2 separate regions of the Bombyx mori genome follow, and region 1 is linked to region 2. Evidence: chromatin contacts called from public Hi-C data. All regions are on one chromosome and are shown on one strand. The core of a region is the stretch at or near the end of the contact, and the rest is flanking DNA. Distances in the headings are between cores, read along the strand shown. Region 1 has its middle 3.6 kb from the start of LOC101741556. Region 2 overlaps LOC101741098 (CCAAT/enhancer-binding protein zeta).

Region 1 (4,563 bases), core at 1,548-4,047, 200 kb before region 2:
TTGACTTTGTATTCTGTTGGCAGTCACAAAACTCTTCTGAACGACATCTTAGATAAATAACAGGTTAAGTATTAACCTTTATTTAATGCAGGTTTTGAACCGTATTCTTTGAAGGAGACGATTATATTCAAATCAATCTGTATTGACATATCAATAACATTTTTTTGTCCAAATGCACAGATTGCCACCTTTGATAATAGACGACTCAAATACAATATAACATCATAGGATAAGATTCAAAATAAGTGTTTATAGGAAGTCTCAAAGTAGTTCCACTGACAAAGTAAAAAATGGAAGAATTATGGTATGGGCATGTTATGTGAATGACGATAATCATTTGACCAAAAATAATCTAGGTGTGATAGTGACAGTGTTTTAAATAACTTCGATGGACTGAGTAAAATAGGATATGTTGGACAAGATTAGAGATGTGAATGTAGGGAGTGAATATGTAAAATAAGAGTCGGCAGTGACTCCAGATAATATGGGATAAGGGCAAGAAGAAGAAGCAATATAACATTGTAGTTATTTAATTCTGATACGGCATAATAGACAATTCTGTCTGTTTTCCAGCAAAGGATTCATGCTCCACAAAGAACATTAATCCATTAATTTGCATGTTTTTTTTTCCCCCCTACCTTTGATGACAGCTTTGAGAGGCTATATCAGCTCTACCCTAGTGTGTAGGTGAGCTCACGGGGCTCAAACCTGATGTTGCTAGCATGAACCCTAGCAAAAGCCGTGCTTCGCAGAATCTACCACCGGATCGGAAACGCAACCCACGAAGATCAGGCGAGAAACTCGGTGGGCTGTGTCTGTGGGTTAATTTACTCGCCAAGCCCTTCGTCGTAAGCGACGGGTTCGACGAGAACGATGACCGGTGCTTGGGGTACCTAAAAGCTCCGTTAGTGGATCGGGAGGATCTGAGATGACGGTTTTGGGCGGCGACGTCGACTGTTTACTGTTCGGTCTGCAGGATCGGCTATGTAGTTACCGGCGGCCACAATGAGAGGGTTCTCGTGTCGTGCCGCTTTATCGAGATGGGGCATTGACGCTGACTGCAAACACTTAAGTACTGATGGACTAGGTCCAGGTCGTCATGAAAGTCGAATCCATTACTATTGACTAACAACACAATTGAAACTTCAGGTTCACGTTTCAAGGCTGGTGTCTCATCAGTTAACCCATTAACGGCACTCATCCAAGGAGGAGCAATAAATGTATTCAATCATATAGTAAATACTAGAAAAAACCTGATATCTTCATCTTATGATAATTCCATATATCTTATAGTTAAGTTTATCTGAATCTGCGGATACTACTTCACTTATTACTTGTATTGTCCGCTTAAAAAACCTTTCCGAAATGAAGAATCCCACAAGTCGATGCGTTAAAATAAAATATAATAAAAAATTTAATAAAAGAAATAACCTACGTCTTAAAAGTAGTTGTACCTAATTTACCGAAAAAATAACAAATAAGAAACAAAGTAATTTTGTTACCTTTTTTTATTATGGAATAAAATATATCTGGAAACAAATTGTGTTCTCAAACCTCACGGCCAGGTTTGTGTCTACCTCTACCTATATATTTACAATTTGATAACTCTCAATTATAACGAAAATATATTCTAATTTTATATTAATATAAACTAAATACATATATTTTTCCTCTTGAATTTATTATCATCATTTTTTTTTAATTATCGAAGACTTAAAAACTATTCATAATATATTGAGATGAAAAACTTTAAGAAAAATTTAGCAACAAAACTAGTTTAGTAAAATTTAAATCGATTTTAACCCTTAAATGCGTCGGTATTAAATTATTTTAATTTATTCTCTGTCTTAAAAAATGTTTATCTTCTTTTTCTTATAGTGCCAGATGTCCTTAGTGGTTGAGATGGGCACATTATTATTGATAGTAGGTGTGAACACGCAGATAATAGAGTAGATAATGTTTTACAGGTTCCCTCGACGTAGGGTATCCGCTTGGTCCAAAGATGAGTGGCGGTATTTACGTTTGATCAGCTATTAATGGCTAATGTAACTTATTACCTACCATCCGAGGTAATAAATTTGGTTTGCAGTCTTGTAACTGCCGCCTATCTGCAGACTAATTCTTGTTGGAAAATGGTAATAACAACTCTGGTATTCGCAAATAAATCAATTGATTTCGTTTAATGTGGAAAATAGATGATTATGTATACTGTTGCGTTATAGACAGATATTAAAGTAACAGATTCAAAAGCAATCAAAATCAAAGTTTTGAAATTTGTTAAAATAACAATAACCAAGCGTATTTAAGGGTTACGATATAATTTAAAAGTACAAGTTCTAAGAAATGAAGCATGACTTTAAATCAGACTCTAACAGTAGTTATAGTAATAAATTTGCTAAGCAGAATAAGACAAAAATTTAGAAAATATCTAGTAGACAGTAATAACATAGAAAATTATTAGCAGAACTGTATAGTAATTTCTTTTCCAAGGTCTAAAACTGTAATCCAATACTTTATTAAAGGATAGGTACTTCTTGAACGAATATTCTGAGATCTATACAAGTAACGCGACCAATGAAGGCAACCGATTAAGGACCCGTAAAATTTTACTAGGACGTCAAAAAAATGCAAGTCGCACTCTTTATCACTCGCAAAAAAATAAAAAAGCCTCATAGACGTTCCAAAGCAGTGTCATACGTTATGTGCAAATTCATATTTAACGGCTTGCAAAGGTTTAGCCTACAGTCATCGAGTGGTAATATATCGATGCATACAGTACGTAGAGTACATCTCAATAAACACTATACACAAAACGCAACGGTCCATAGGTTTATTCACGTTCCCGCTAAAAAGTGCAAAAACCACAGATAAAAAATATCTCGGATAAATTATTTGGTCATTTGAAATTTTCGCAGGGCAGTCGTAATGTTGTAGATGTCGTTTTAACTTACTAAATACAGCTCCGCTAATATTTAAAAAAAAACATTACATATAAGAATACAATTAATAATATTGAAAATCGAAAAAAAGACCGCATTTAATGCTAATTCAGCGACATCACGCTTTATAATCTCTTTAATAGACTTAAAATCCAGACTTTCAAATATTATTTGTTTCTTAAACTACAAACCTAAACTTAATATCCATACTCTGGATTAATACTAAGCTTTCGCGAGATAAAGGTGTTTTTTTAAATCGTGACTGCAAAAGTAAAATTCCTTATTTTAGATACATATCGACCGATGTTTAATTGTTTAGGATTTCATTCATTTATAGCGACGCGACGTATCACAATATTTATTTTTGCTTGTTTTTTTAATTACTACAGAAATATTCATATTTAATGTTCACCTTATCATTTTTTGGTAAATAACATTTTCTTATCTAGCAATAATATTTATATTGCGCATGTTTATCACCGCAGCTGTAATACTGAGACCAGTGAGGGAAAACTTGACCGACGCTCATGTCATAAACAATGACAATGTATTGTTAATTGTTAAGAGGTTCCATGAGTGAGCACACCTACATGTTTCTGAATTTTAACTTTCACCATTTGATTATCTTACGAGAACGTGGCTTAGTTATATTTTCTGTGATTGTATTTCTGAGCAATAAAATAATATAATGGTATACATGTTGAGACAATATCTGATTATTCAAAGGTGGCACACAAATACTCAATGTACTTTTCATGACTTTACCCAAAGCAATATTACTTTTGTATGAAATGAGTAACAGAGTTTAGATAAAAGCCGTATTTTTACAGCGCTACACTTGTCACCGCGGATGTTCACATTCAAACATTGCTTTGGACTCTGCTTGCAATTTCAAATGTCATTCTCATACATTCAATCCGCCATATTGAGAAATTCTCCATAGACACAGCCCACTGAGTTTCTCGCCGGATCTTCTCAGTGGGTCGCGTTTCCGATCCGGTGGTAGATTCTGCGAAGCACTACTCTTGCTAGGGTCAGTGTTAGCAACTCTCCGGTTGAGCCCCGTGAGCTCATCTATAAACGTTAGGGTGAAGCTGAAATAGCCTCTCAAGGCTATAAGCATAGGTAGGAAAACAAAAAAATAAAAATTGAGAAATTGATAAGAAATTACAAATTACCTGTCGATTTAAAAAAAAAAAAAACAAGAACTAAATCGGCTCACCTTTATCTCGCGTTATCACTAATTATTTATTAAAATAGATAAAAATTCGAAACATTTATTAGGTACTGGTGTTCATTAGCGTACTATTTGTCATAAATATCTTAAATATTTCTCTCGTTCTAATGAGAAAATGGTGTTCTCATTTACTTACGTCTAATAAAGCTAACGGTTTAAAACTAATATTAAAACCGAATCATTTAAAAATATTAATTATTATGTGTCATCCCGCCAATAACCGTTATCCGTAGAGATGATACTAACATGTCGAAATACGTAGAGTATATGAGTGAAATAATAATTTTAAAAGTGCAGAATTAGACCAAAAAAACAATTTAAATCTTAACTAAAACAATCACGACATAAAAAGAATGTGTGTTGATAAAAAATGTAATATCCATAGTT
Region 2 (4,618 bases), core at 1,291-3,790:
AAATATTTAAAATCAATCTACCTACTCCGACCACTGGTTATAACTACTGAACCATGCATCCGATTGAATTGAAACTTGGTATCCATGTAGAAAATACATGTACTTAATGGATAGGCTAATATTTATATGATTGTTGGACTTCCTAATGATAATGACAATAAATAATAATGTAAATTTTAAGTGCCCAGCGAAGCGGGTGAGTGCGGTTAGTCTATATTTATATATATAAAAATGAATTGCTCGTTAGTCTCGCTAAGAACGGCTGGACCGATTTGGCTAATTTTGGTCTTGTATTATTTGTGGAAATCCAGAGAAGGTTTAAAAGGTAAATAAATATGAAAATGCTCGTAATGAAATAAAAATAACAATTTTCTTTTTCCTTTGATATGTCGCCTGTCGGACGGATTCCTTTTGTTTGTTTTAAGTTTATTTTGTACAAAGGTTTAGGTTTAGGTACTACGAAGTCGGCTGCACGGTTCAGTAGTTATAACGGTACATCCGTAAAAACCACTGTAGATTTATATATTAGTATAGATAACAACATACCCAAGAGCAGATCTTTTTTATCGCCACGCAGTAAATCAACTTTTTTAGTTTCCTTAACCTCCTCATCTTGGACGATGTCCGTGGGCTCAGCACCGTCTTTGTCTGTGCCGTTCTCGGTTGTATCCTGCTGTGGTCCTATAACATCTTCACTTTTGATTTCCTGAAAACGTTTTTACTTCATTAACGCGAGTATTATGCGACAGTAAAAAACAAAAAATAGATCAAAAAATGAAAATTCATGTCAAAAGTTGAAGTTGATTTTTAACCGAGTCCAAAAAAGAAAGCTCTTAATTATACTATTTTTATTGCAGTGTGCTTAGTGCGAGTTTTTTAACTTACCGATCGCGTAAAACGTTAACTCATTCCAACTCCATACAAATATGAGTTAACTTGTACGCGATCGAGAACATTAAAAAAACTCTTATTAAACACAATAAACGTCCTATTTAAACTGTATCAAGAGCTGAACCAGCAGTTTTTCAATTATCCTTAACTAGCGACCAGCCCTCGCTTCGCTTCGGAAACTGTAATTTATTATTGATATCTCCACTATTTAACGGATGTTATTAGACATACAAAGTTTCCTCTTCAATCACTCTATCTATTAAAAAAAACCGCATCAAAATCCGTTGCGTAGTTTTAAATATTTAAGCATACATAGGGACAGATATAGGGACAGAGAAAGCGACTTTGTTTTATACTATATAGTGATATAGAAGAAGAATATAGAAGATTGTATTAGCAGACTAACTTACTTCCTTCACCTCCCGTTTGTTCCATACAAGTTTGATGGCCTCCTTCTTGGAGGAGTCCTTCAGGACCCTCGACAGAAGGAAGATCATCCCGCAGGCCTGGGCCGGCAGCACGTAGCAGCACAGCTGGAGCAATCGCTTGACGAAGGCCACCACCCTGGGAATGTTCTTGTCCTGCTTCAGCGACTTGTAAACGAGCGAGAAGAGCAGAGCCGTGTGCGTAGTGTTCAATATGTCGGAGTTCGTCAGCTTCTTGTATAAGGCCGAGTAGTAACTGGAAATTATCGAGAAAACTATTCACGTTTTTTCTAACTAGTGGTCCCGCAATTGTCGAAGTTCGACTATAATTAATTAAAATTATAATTTCGGTTCTATTGTCAAAGACTATTTATGATACTGTTATAATCACAGATTTCGCCAAGACTACACTATAGACAAATATTAATAAAGACAAACAATATTTAATCTATTATCAATTTGACCACAGACTATAAGCAATAAGAAAAGTTCGACAATAAACAAAGAATGTATGTGTCATACACATGGTAGTGTGTTTTTTTATTGATTCAATGTATCATTAATGTATAATTTAAAAAAAATATTAGCTCTACACTCCTTCTCTACATTCTCTATAAGTGTGAGTAACTTTATACTCCTCCGTCCGCGCAATTTTCTTAAAAATGGATATAAAGTTTTTACTTCACGTTTTAATATACCGGGCACGGCTGAAAGTTTTTTTTTATTGCTTAGATGGGTGGACGAGCGCACAGACCACCTAGTGTTAAGTGGTTACTGGAGCCCATAGACATCTACATGCATAGATATAAGTCCTAAGGTCTCAGTATAGTTACAACGGCGGCCTCACCTTTCCAAACGAAACGCATTACTGCTTCACGGCAGAAACTAGGCAGCGTACCTACCCGCGCGGGCTCACAAGAGGTCCTACCACCAGTAATTACGCAAATTATAATTTTGCGGGTTCGATTTTTATTACACGATGTTATTCCTTCACCGTGGAAGTCAATCGTGAGCATTTGTTGAGAGTACGTATTTCATTAGAAAAATTGGTACCCGCCTGCGGGATTCGAACACCGGTACATCGCTACATACGAATGCACCGGACGTCTTATGCTTTAGGCCACGACGACTTTCATTAGGGGTGTCGCGGGGGCTCACCGGTCGCTGGTCCCGGTGGAGGCGTCGCTGATCTGGAACAGCAGAGCCAGAGCGTGCACGGATATATTGATGCCGGCCAGGTGCACAAGCCGGTGGATCGAGTCGATGTGGTCCTGAGTCTCTGTGAGCCGCTCCTTATCGGCGAACGGGTAGGCGCGTTTGACGCCCGTCAATATCGCTGACATTAGCCGGGAATCGATTTCGCCCTGGAACAATAAGTACCGCAGATTAGCGATGTTGTGTTCTCTATTTCTGTAAGCTAATAAAAATCTACACAGTGCTGTATGTACATTTCAATTCTGTTTTAATGTCTTTTTAATGGCGCGTTTAAAAATTTTAACGGCATTTTCAGCGGCCCCATTAGAAGCGGGATGATAGGGAGCTCAATAAATACGTTCTATGCCATTATGAATCAGAAACTTCTGAAAATTAGAGCTCGTAAGGCGGTCCATTGTCGCTGACCGTTTAGGTACGCTTAATTAAGGTATATTAATTATGCTTATAATGATTTTTTAAGGGATTTTATGACCTGGTAACGAAGACCTTCAAGTTCTGTAGTCGTCGTGGCCTAACGGATAAGACGTCCGGTGCATTCGTGTTGAGCGATGCACCGGTGTTCGAATCCCGCAGGCGGGTACCAATTTTTCAAATGAAATACGTACTCAACAAATGTTCACGATTGACTTCCACGGTGAAGGAATAACATCGTGTAATAAAAATGAAACCCGCAAAATTATAATTTGCGTAATTACTGGTGGTAGGACCTCTTGTGAGTCCGCGCGGTTGGGTACCACCACCCTGCCTATTTCTGCCGTGAACCAGTAATGCGTTTCGGTTTGAAGGGTGGGGCAGCCGTCGTTACTATACTTGAGACCTTAGAACTTGTATCTCAAGGTGGGTGGCGCATTTACGTTGTGGATGTCTATGGGCTCCAGTAACCAATTAACATCAGGTGGGCTGTGAGCTCATCCACACAACTAGGCAAAAAAAAAAAAAAAACAAACACTAAATAAAAGTCATTTTCGATTCAACCTTCCTTTGGAACCGTTTTAATCTCAATTTTATTGTTAAGTTTATTGGTAAGGGCTCTCGGAATCACTTAACACCAGGTGGGCTGTGAGCTCGTCCAGACATCTAAGCAACAAAAAAAACTGACTATTTTGATTATTTAACCCGATGATTGGTGGCAAATTTCAATTTGTATAATAATAAGGAGGGTGGGTGTCTTTTGAGCCCGCACGGGTATGTACCATCATCCTATCTATTTCTGCCGCGAAGCAGACGTGCTTTCCAGTTTGACGGGTTGAGATAGTACAATACGTCATGTCTTTAAGTGGGTTTAACGGAGCCACACTGTGACATCTACGGGCTCTTGGTAATCACTTAATACTAGATTGGCTGTACTGTGAGTCTCCCTGAACCATATACACGTTTGATGAGTTGTGAGCTGTCCCAGGGCCCTGAAACTACTATACTATAAGACAAATATTTTTTGTATGGAAACCAGCGAAATCTTGTAGCAGATGCCCCTAAGCTTATATGTTATTAAAGTTAAGGCATTTAACTATTATATAACTAAACACAGAAAAAAAAAGAAACATGTGTGCAATTCACACGTGTTAGAAGTGAAACCTTCAAAAATTAAAATACAATTATCCTAAATGTCTAAGTATATGTAAAATTTTGTCATTAGTAAATAATTGTAAATGATCTTTTATAGTATGATCGATCGATATTTTAACGTCACGTATAATCCTAAATTGAAATTCACTTTATGAGGTTTCATACGCACGTTAGTACTAAAAAATCTCATAGATGGCGCTGTAATAAAAAAAAAATCGATACTTCCGTTGCATTCCTGCGTGACGTTACATCTGTAAAAATTTTACCCTCATGCGCCTAAAGAAGTTTCACTTAAAAAAATGTTTGTTATAGACAAATTGATTACATTTTATCAATTTGTGGTTTCGGAAAATGTACAAAATCCTTCATTAAAAATAAAATATAGGATAGGTAATATGTTAGCGCCATCTACAGGAGCAATGAGAAACTAATCGAAGCGAGGCCATCTAGTGGCCAACGCCCGCAAACATTTTTGTTGAGTGCTTGAGTTGCTTATCTATAACTAATTTATGTGTATTATC

What was found. Hi-C and Micro-C count contacts between places; a contact is called where the count stands out from the background.
Region 1: a Hi-C map of middle silk gland shows a contact between it and region 2, with 2.1 times the contacts expected there. The contact joins two enhancer-like sites. A contact is called at or near these places in 2 of 7 Hi-C or Micro-C datasets (middle silk gland and whole pupa).

Annotation. Positions count from the first base shown.
Region 1 is chr24:7,451,560-7,456,122 of ASM3026992v2, reverse strand. No RefSeq gene overlaps it. Among protein-coding and RNA genes, the nearest start is that of LOC101741556, 3.6 kb to the left of the region's middle. Within about 2 kb of position 2,797, at least 6 of the 8 cell types and tissues checked have open chromatin away from gene starts, as enhancers often do.
Region 2 is chr24:7,246,648-7,251,265 of ASM3026992v2, reverse strand. LOC101741098 (CCAAT/enhancer-binding protein zeta) reads right to left here. Exons shown (of 20, transcript XM_021353432.3): 9 at 2,475-2,680; 10 at 1,302-1,572; 11 at 547-706. Among protein-coding and RNA genes, the nearest start is that of LOC101741098, 10 kb to the right of the region's middle. Within about 2 kb of position 2,540, at least 2 of the 8 cell types and tissues checked have open chromatin away from gene starts, as enhancers often do.